Linked DNA regions of Siniperca chuatsi: region 2 is linked to region 1. A link is a contact called in public Hi-C data. All regions are on one chromosome and are shown on one strand. The core of a region is the stretch at or near the end of the contact, and the rest is flanking DNA. Distances in the headings are between cores, read along the strand shown. Region 1 holds the start of ubl3a (ubiquitin-like protein 3a). Region 2 overlaps ubl3a (ubiquitin-like protein 3a).

Region 1 (3,855 bases), core at 207-2,706:
GAGAAAAGCAGCAAATCCTCACATTTCAAAAGCTGGAACCAGCTAATGTTTGGCATTTTTGCTTGATAAATGACTACTCAATTATCAAAATTGGCAATTAATTTCGATCGACTAATGATATATCGTTCAATCGTTTCATCTTTAGTGAACATCGAGTCTGCATTAATTTTTATTAAACTTGCATTATCATCATGAGGCAATTCAGTGCAAACTTTTCAAATCTGTCTGGGCATTAAATGCCTTACCGCACAACGATACTGTGACACACAACAGTGAATGCACTATTGATCGCTGCAGAACATAAAGATGTTTCGAGTGTGTGCGTATAGAGTTTCATCCTATAGACAAATCAATGGGAGCCAATGGCTTCCTGGAACTATAGGAAAAAGACATTTTTAAAAAAAATCTAAAACACGTATTTTAAAAATGGTCAGCAAAAATGTAAAGGTTCAGGCTACATGAGTTACAGTTAAGGAAGTAAAACTTGCCACAGTTTCCTTCCCAAGGTGCAGTGGAGATCCACAAACCCAACTGTGGGAACCACTAGGATGTATAGTTCACAATCACTGTCGTACTGGGCCTCTACAGCGATGATCTCAACACTGTGAAGAAATCAACTTAATGAAACCAGAAGCCTTGAATGGCGCGATGACCCGCTTTTTTTTTTTTTTTTTTTTGTTCAAACTAACCTAATGGGAATAAATGGATGTAAATGGTAAAGTGTGAAAAACTGACAGTAAATTCTCTCACCATGTCCGCTGGGGTGCTGCCCGTCATCGTGAAGGTTTTCCCGGTCCTTGGAGGGGTTCACACACACACACACACACACACACACACACGCACGCACGCACACACGAGACAAGGACACAAATATTTCCTCTTTTCGTCTCCCTTGTAACAGCTCTCACAAACACGTCGTTGTTGGGTTTACGGCCGGGAAACAAAAACACAATTTATTCCTGGTGACTTGCTCTCTCCACAGTCACAACACTGAGATTGTCAAGACGTGTTACTGCGCGTCTTCCTCTCTATTGCACAATCATTTCGTTGATCATTTCCCACACAAATTGGTCAATTTGGAAGTATAGTTAATGTTAGTGGGATAAGCTGTCGACCCGAGGGCCTCTTCGGACCCTCCAAACATCAAGAATATCCTGCTTAAGAAAAGGTGCCTACGCCATGCGAAAAACCAAATACTGCTGGCACATCCGGACACGGATCTTTTTCTCTCTTGGTGAAAAAGATAAAATAATATCCGCAAGGTTAACAGTTACCGTCCTCTTATAAACTCAAACACACTTGGTACAAACACGCGTCACACGGCGAAATCTGTCGGTCCTTCGCTTTAACACGGGAGTTTGTGATGATTGTTGTTAATGTTGCAGACTGCGCTGCCGTACCTTTACGACCCGTTCAGCTCAGCTGTCATCCTGCTTCAGGAACTAACATCAAGCGAGCAACGGGAAATCCCACGGGACTTCCGGTTACACATTTCAAAATAAAACATGCATTGTGCGCAGTATACGCATTTCTTTTTCTTTTTGGTCGTTTTATTACAAGGGCGTATGTTTCAGAATGTGTGTTTCACAATAAAGTCAGAAGTTTTCAACTAAAAGAAGCACATGAATGCTACTTCCTAAATGTAGGCTATGTACATATATCAATCTAGTGGACAATACACTCTGAATGAAATTGGTTATCGTGCTTTCCTACTACAAAGAGCATGGTGCTCTGTTTCTTTACCTTTGATTGGTGTCTCAGGTGAACATTAACTGTAAATAAAAACATAGATTAAATTATTTTTTACACTCGAAAAACACACAGAGCTTGATAGTCAAACAACACAGTTTAGGAGATTTTAGTGAGGAAATCAAAAGGAAACTGTTAAACATAGAATATCACACCCATCCCCAGTTGAAATTACACCCTTCTTTACATATTTGACTTAACACATAACAGTTATATATGTGCATGTATACAGCAGAGGGGGGAAATGGGTTTAAAAAAAACACAGCAGAGAAATTAATTTGCAAGACATGATTTAAATCCTTTGCTTTTCCTACTGTGACAGTCAAAATGTCTTCAATTCAAAAGGCCTATACTTTTAAGTACTTGCTATGGTTGACACATAGGCTAATGCTTGGTCATTATTATTCAATACATGATAATTTCCAAATTAAAATCATTTTTTTTGTTAATTTCAAGAGTCTTGTAGTAGTATAAGTGTAATTATAGTTAGAAAAGTATGATATAGGAAAAAAGTATAATGTTATCGTTATTATTATATAGTATGTTTTTTGGCACCCTAATCAAAACATTTTGGTTGATATCTAGCCTACAAATAATAGATTTTTTAACTGAATTTGCTAGCATCCTTTAGGTTTTTTTAGAGGTTTAATTTAGTTTCATTTTAAGTTTTATTTTGAATTTAAACTTACTTTATATCCGGGTTTAATGTTTCTAAATGTGCTGCTTGATGCAGCCCCTTTAAGAACATGGCGGCAGTCCCCACATTGGGGGGTGGAACAGAGGGGAGAGTGCTGGAAGCAGTGGGAGCGTGAGTGGGAGAGAGTTCAGCTTGGAGGAGGAATGACTGCACACACATCCTGAGAAACAAGCATGGAGGGAGGGTTTCCTTCTTGTAAAAAAGAGACACAGAGAAAAGAGGGTGTAGAAATTCAGAATATCTGGGAAGGTCAAAGGTCAGAGTCAGCTGCAGAAGAGCACTGCTAGAGCTGGATTTAATGTCTTTCAACCGGAGTCTTCTTGGATTCACAGTAGTACTCATAACTCAACTGTTTTACTAACAGTTTCATTTGCAGTCATGCATGGTGATAGTTGGTCCATTTGAAGTGAGCTGTGACTTAGAGAATAAGACAAGTCAAGTGACAAGTCATCCTTCTGTAATGACTTAATCAATAAATTAGCCACTCAGTATCCAGGATTGCTGTCATGGAGGGTGAAGAATGTCTTGCAAAGCTGAAACAATATTATAATGGCCTTTATTAAGCAGCACAAGGGATTTTGGGGGGTGAAATACTGGTTTTACTGTGTATATAGGCTACAGTAACATATGTAGTATGTATTACATATATTACATACAGTATATAGTAAGTATTATTATAATAAAGAGTTGGAAAAAGACATGACAGTGTCATAATATGGTTGTGGGGTTATTTATAGCATGCATCTAATACATCTGCCTTGTGTGCGCGCCTGTGTGCGTGTGTGTGCGTGTGTGTTGGGGGCTGTTTCTGTCAGATGTCGAGATGCGTATCGGCAGCAGGTCTGTCCTTTCTCTGGTGGACTGAGTGAAATCCATTGTGGCATCAGGAGTGGCTTTTTCTCTGAGATCTACAGGATTAACTACCTAATCTCCCCACCATAAAGGGAGAGTGGAGAGGGGGTAGTGGGTCTGACATACACACACACACACGCACACACAGAAAAGTGTAAGCATGTCTGCACAAACACAGTGAGGTGTGAATGTGTTTTTGTTGGCTGTGTTTTCAAAATTAAGGTCAGTGTCTGATTTTCAGCTAGTGAGCCAAGTAGAGCAGCAAGTAATGATTACTGTCTATTCATCTCTTGATTATTTGCTAATTGATTGATAACAAAATGATAAAATGTCAAAAAATACTGAAAAATGTCCACAATTTCCCAAGACTCAAAGTAACCAACGATCTCAAACCAAAGGTATAGTGAGTGTGATGATATAAAACAGAAATTAAGAGCAATTTGTCACATTCGAGAAACTTGAATGATTAATTGATCATCGAAATTGTTGACGATTAATTTTATGTTGATCTGCTTATCGTTTCAGCACTAAAGCCAAGACACACACATCCTTCTGTT
Region 2 (3,329 bases), core at 331-2,830, 35 kb before region 1:
CTGACCACACCGTACTTTCACCTAGGTAAAATTTTGAATGCATACTTGTGATGGAGTAATTTTTACATTGTGGTATTACTACTTTTAAGAATCCAAGTACTTCATTCATAACTTCAAATGAAAAGTGTCAACTTCATTACAACAACTAACTGTAGCTAAGTGTTTTACATGTCTTCAAAGTAAAACACAGCCTTAATTCTAACTTTAAACAACTTGTTTCCTAACCTAATCTGCTGACAGTTTCCGGACTATCAAGAATAATTTCAAGAGAAATACTTCTCAATCCACTTCCATATAGTTGTCAGATAGTTGACACCTAAAGACACCCATCTGATTCAGCTGTCTGCTGAAACTCTTCTTGACTGTCCGGTGATGCACTTAAAAATCATTGCTGAGTGTCAACAGTAGGCTGTCAAAATCATGTGATACTCAAAAGAGTTTTATGATTTATGTGCAATAAATCATGACAAAAGCCAGTGCACTTCAATAACCTTTATTTAGATTACAGATGTATTCCATTTTGAAGTTTGGAGGGGGGAGAGGGAGCATTAGTGCTATTTACAATTGGTTTGAAAACGTTTATCTCTGTACAGATTTGAACCCTGATCAATATAAACAATATTTTTTAAGACCTAGTGCTGTTACAAAGCAATTCTTTAAAGCAAAAAAACAAAGAAAAAGGATTACATTAAATTATAAACAAATGAAAAAAATAATAATAAAAGAGCACAGAAAGAAAGAAAATAAAAATACAGTCTGTCGATGATTAGGGAGGTTTTGCTGCTGTTAAGCACAAGACATTGTCAGCGAGTGACTGTGAACTGGCTAGAAGCTAACCGTACGCACAATCATAGACTAAACACCAATATACTGCATATCAACAAGATCTAGAGTCATCATGATCTATATAAGATTCATATTAAATATATTCTACACGTTACCTTAGTTTGGAACATTACTTCCATTGGAAAAATATAAAATAAAACAATAAAACTTTTTATACATTTTTATTAATCTGATGAAGGAGCACATGCTTCAGTTGTGCAAAATGGATTTATTAATGCAGAGAGAGATAATTAAGAAGAGAGTAATAAGCGAATTAAAACAAATAGGGAACATTTTCATTCCAAGTTCATTTCCCTGCTTGGACAGCTACTGTCAAGAGAGAGATCCTTCACAACACTGTTAAAAAAAAGGAGCATAATGAGGGATGGTGCATTGTGGAGGACTGACATGACGTTTTATTAATCACAACACTGGTCGGTCAGTAAAATACATGGACTGTCAAAACACAGTCACAAATGTCATGGACAAACAAATAACCAAAACAAGACCACTGCCACTGGTTGTTTGTCTATTTGTTTGTTTGTTAGGCTTTGTTTGGCTAAAATATGACGACTGAAAGAGTAGGGTGTGGGCGGTCTGTACAGCGCTCTGCAGACAAAAAGGAATAATTTCTCTCTTGTGACCCTTCAGGGCACATGCAGAGGAGGGCAGTAAAAAGGACACAGGTGTGTATATGTGTGTGTCTGTGTGTGTGTCCTAGTTTGAGTTCTCTGATCAGGCACGTCTAAGCTTTGTCTGCTGCACTGAGGGAGATCACACAAGCACATATGGTTGGATGTGTAGACAGGGAATATATATATGTGTGTGTGTGTGTGTGTGTGTGTGTGTGTGTGTGTGTGTGTGTGTGTGTGTGTGTGTGTGTATGTTGTTAGTGGTTCAAATTCTCAGCGGTCTGTATGAGAAAAGAAGGCCACACACACGAACTTGGGCACTGCATTACCATGACAACTAGCTAGAATGAGGAGCCAGTAAGAAACTGACTTAACAAACCGGCTGAGGAGGGCTAGACAGGGTGTATATGTCTATTGTGTGTGTGTGTGTGTGTGTGTGTACGTGTATGTTTGTGTGCATGTACATGGCAGAAGGCTTAAAAAGGTACGCATTAAGAAAAAAAAAACACATGCAAATCCAGTTTCTTCCTTTGATTTTCAGTTATGACAAAAAATCAAGTACAACAAAGGAATCAACTCTATCGTTAATCAATTTCCTGCTCCAAACTCTGTGTCCTGGATGACCCTGTCTACTTTCTATGTCTGTGTGAGAGAGGAGGGGTGGGGAAGAGAGTGTGTGTTTGTCTGTATGCATATCCACATTGTTGACAGCCTCCAGGACAGGGGACAAAGCTCATTACAGTAGGTTCAGGATGTTGAGGGCAAGAATGGATGAGAAGGATGGAGGGCCGACAGCGGAGGTGTGTATTTACAGAATGATGCAGCAGTTACTCTCCCCGGTCTTCTCTCGATTCCTCTGACCTGGGAACACACACACACACACACACACACACACAAAAAAACATCATCATCAAGACAAACACTGATCCTACACAGTCAGAGAGGTACCCGCTAAATATATATGATGAGATAGAATTTCAAAACTTTTTACATGTGACAAGACTAAAATCAACTCCATTAAATGTGATCTGAGGCCAGATTCACAAGGGCCGTCTGGCAAAAGAAGTTTAACCTGACACTAAACTTTTGCCAATGCAACTCGACATCATCCAACAAAGTGTTATGTTGACCAATCACCATTACTTTGTAACATGAAAGCCGCATTTCTACTGTTCCACTGTGCAGCATTTTAGTGTCTGATAATCCTTCAAACTCGTCGATCTGTTTACTGAAACTGGACTTCCTGGATAGTATTTTTCGTGTCTCACCTGTACCTGAAGCAACAGGCCCACTTGGTTTTGCTTTTAGACAAGTTTAACTTAAATGGTGTCATAAAAATAAAGACTGAATGCTAAAAGGTCTACCACCGAACCTCCAGCCAATACCAAGAATTAAGAGCTTTGTTTCTATTTTAAGCATCTATTGTCACTTCCTTATAACTGACAAAAGAGAGAAAACATGGCTCTATTAGTGTTTTACCTGCTATTTCTTCACATATAACTGAACTTTGCCTTGTCGTTGTTGTTCCACAAGGGACAGATTTTCTTGTGGAGTAAAATGAGGTGATTATTTATTTCACCTTATTTTACCTTGGGACTACTTTACCCAGAATGCATAGCAAAATGCAGATAGTCAATAACTACAGCGCTTTGTGCAACCAGTGAACTTAGATGTCCATATGAACTCTACTGTATTTGTTAAGTCTAATCCACAGTTGAATTCAACCCCAATCACCTTCTGCTACACAGTCACAAAAAGGAGACCTGTCACCTAATATGATTTATATTAGCTGTATATTTAACACAATGTGCCGTATCTTGGGGATACATTTAAGGGAGCCAATTATTTGCACCAGTGGCTATTCCTAAAACA

The links. Hi-C and Micro-C count contacts between places; a contact is called where the count stands out from the background.
Region 2: a contact with region 1 is called in a Hi-C map of liver, with 4 times the contacts expected there. The contact joins the enhancer-like site here to the promoter of ubl3a in region 1. A contact is called at or near these places in 3 of 3 Hi-C or Micro-C datasets (liver, skeletal muscle and an unstated tissue).

What each region holds. Positions count from the first base shown.
Region 1 is chrLG14:15,569,452-15,573,306 of ASM2008510v1, reverse strand. It overlaps ubl3a (ubiquitin-like protein 3a), which reads right to left and starts at 1,456. Exons shown (of 5, transcript XM_044222167.1): 1 at 751-1,456. The coding sequence starts at 777.
Region 2 is chrLG14:15,604,627-15,607,955 of ASM2008510v1, reverse strand. It overlaps ubl3a (ubiquitin-like protein 3a), which reads right to left. Exons shown (of 5, transcript XM_044222167.1): 5 at 478-2,318. The coding sequence ends at 2,266. Among protein-coding and RNA genes, the nearest start is that of LOC122888132, 18 kb to the left of the region's middle. Within about 2 kb of position 1,580, the one cell type or tissue checked has an H3K27ac peak away from gene starts, as active enhancers do. A contact at or near this core is called in liver, where this site is marked.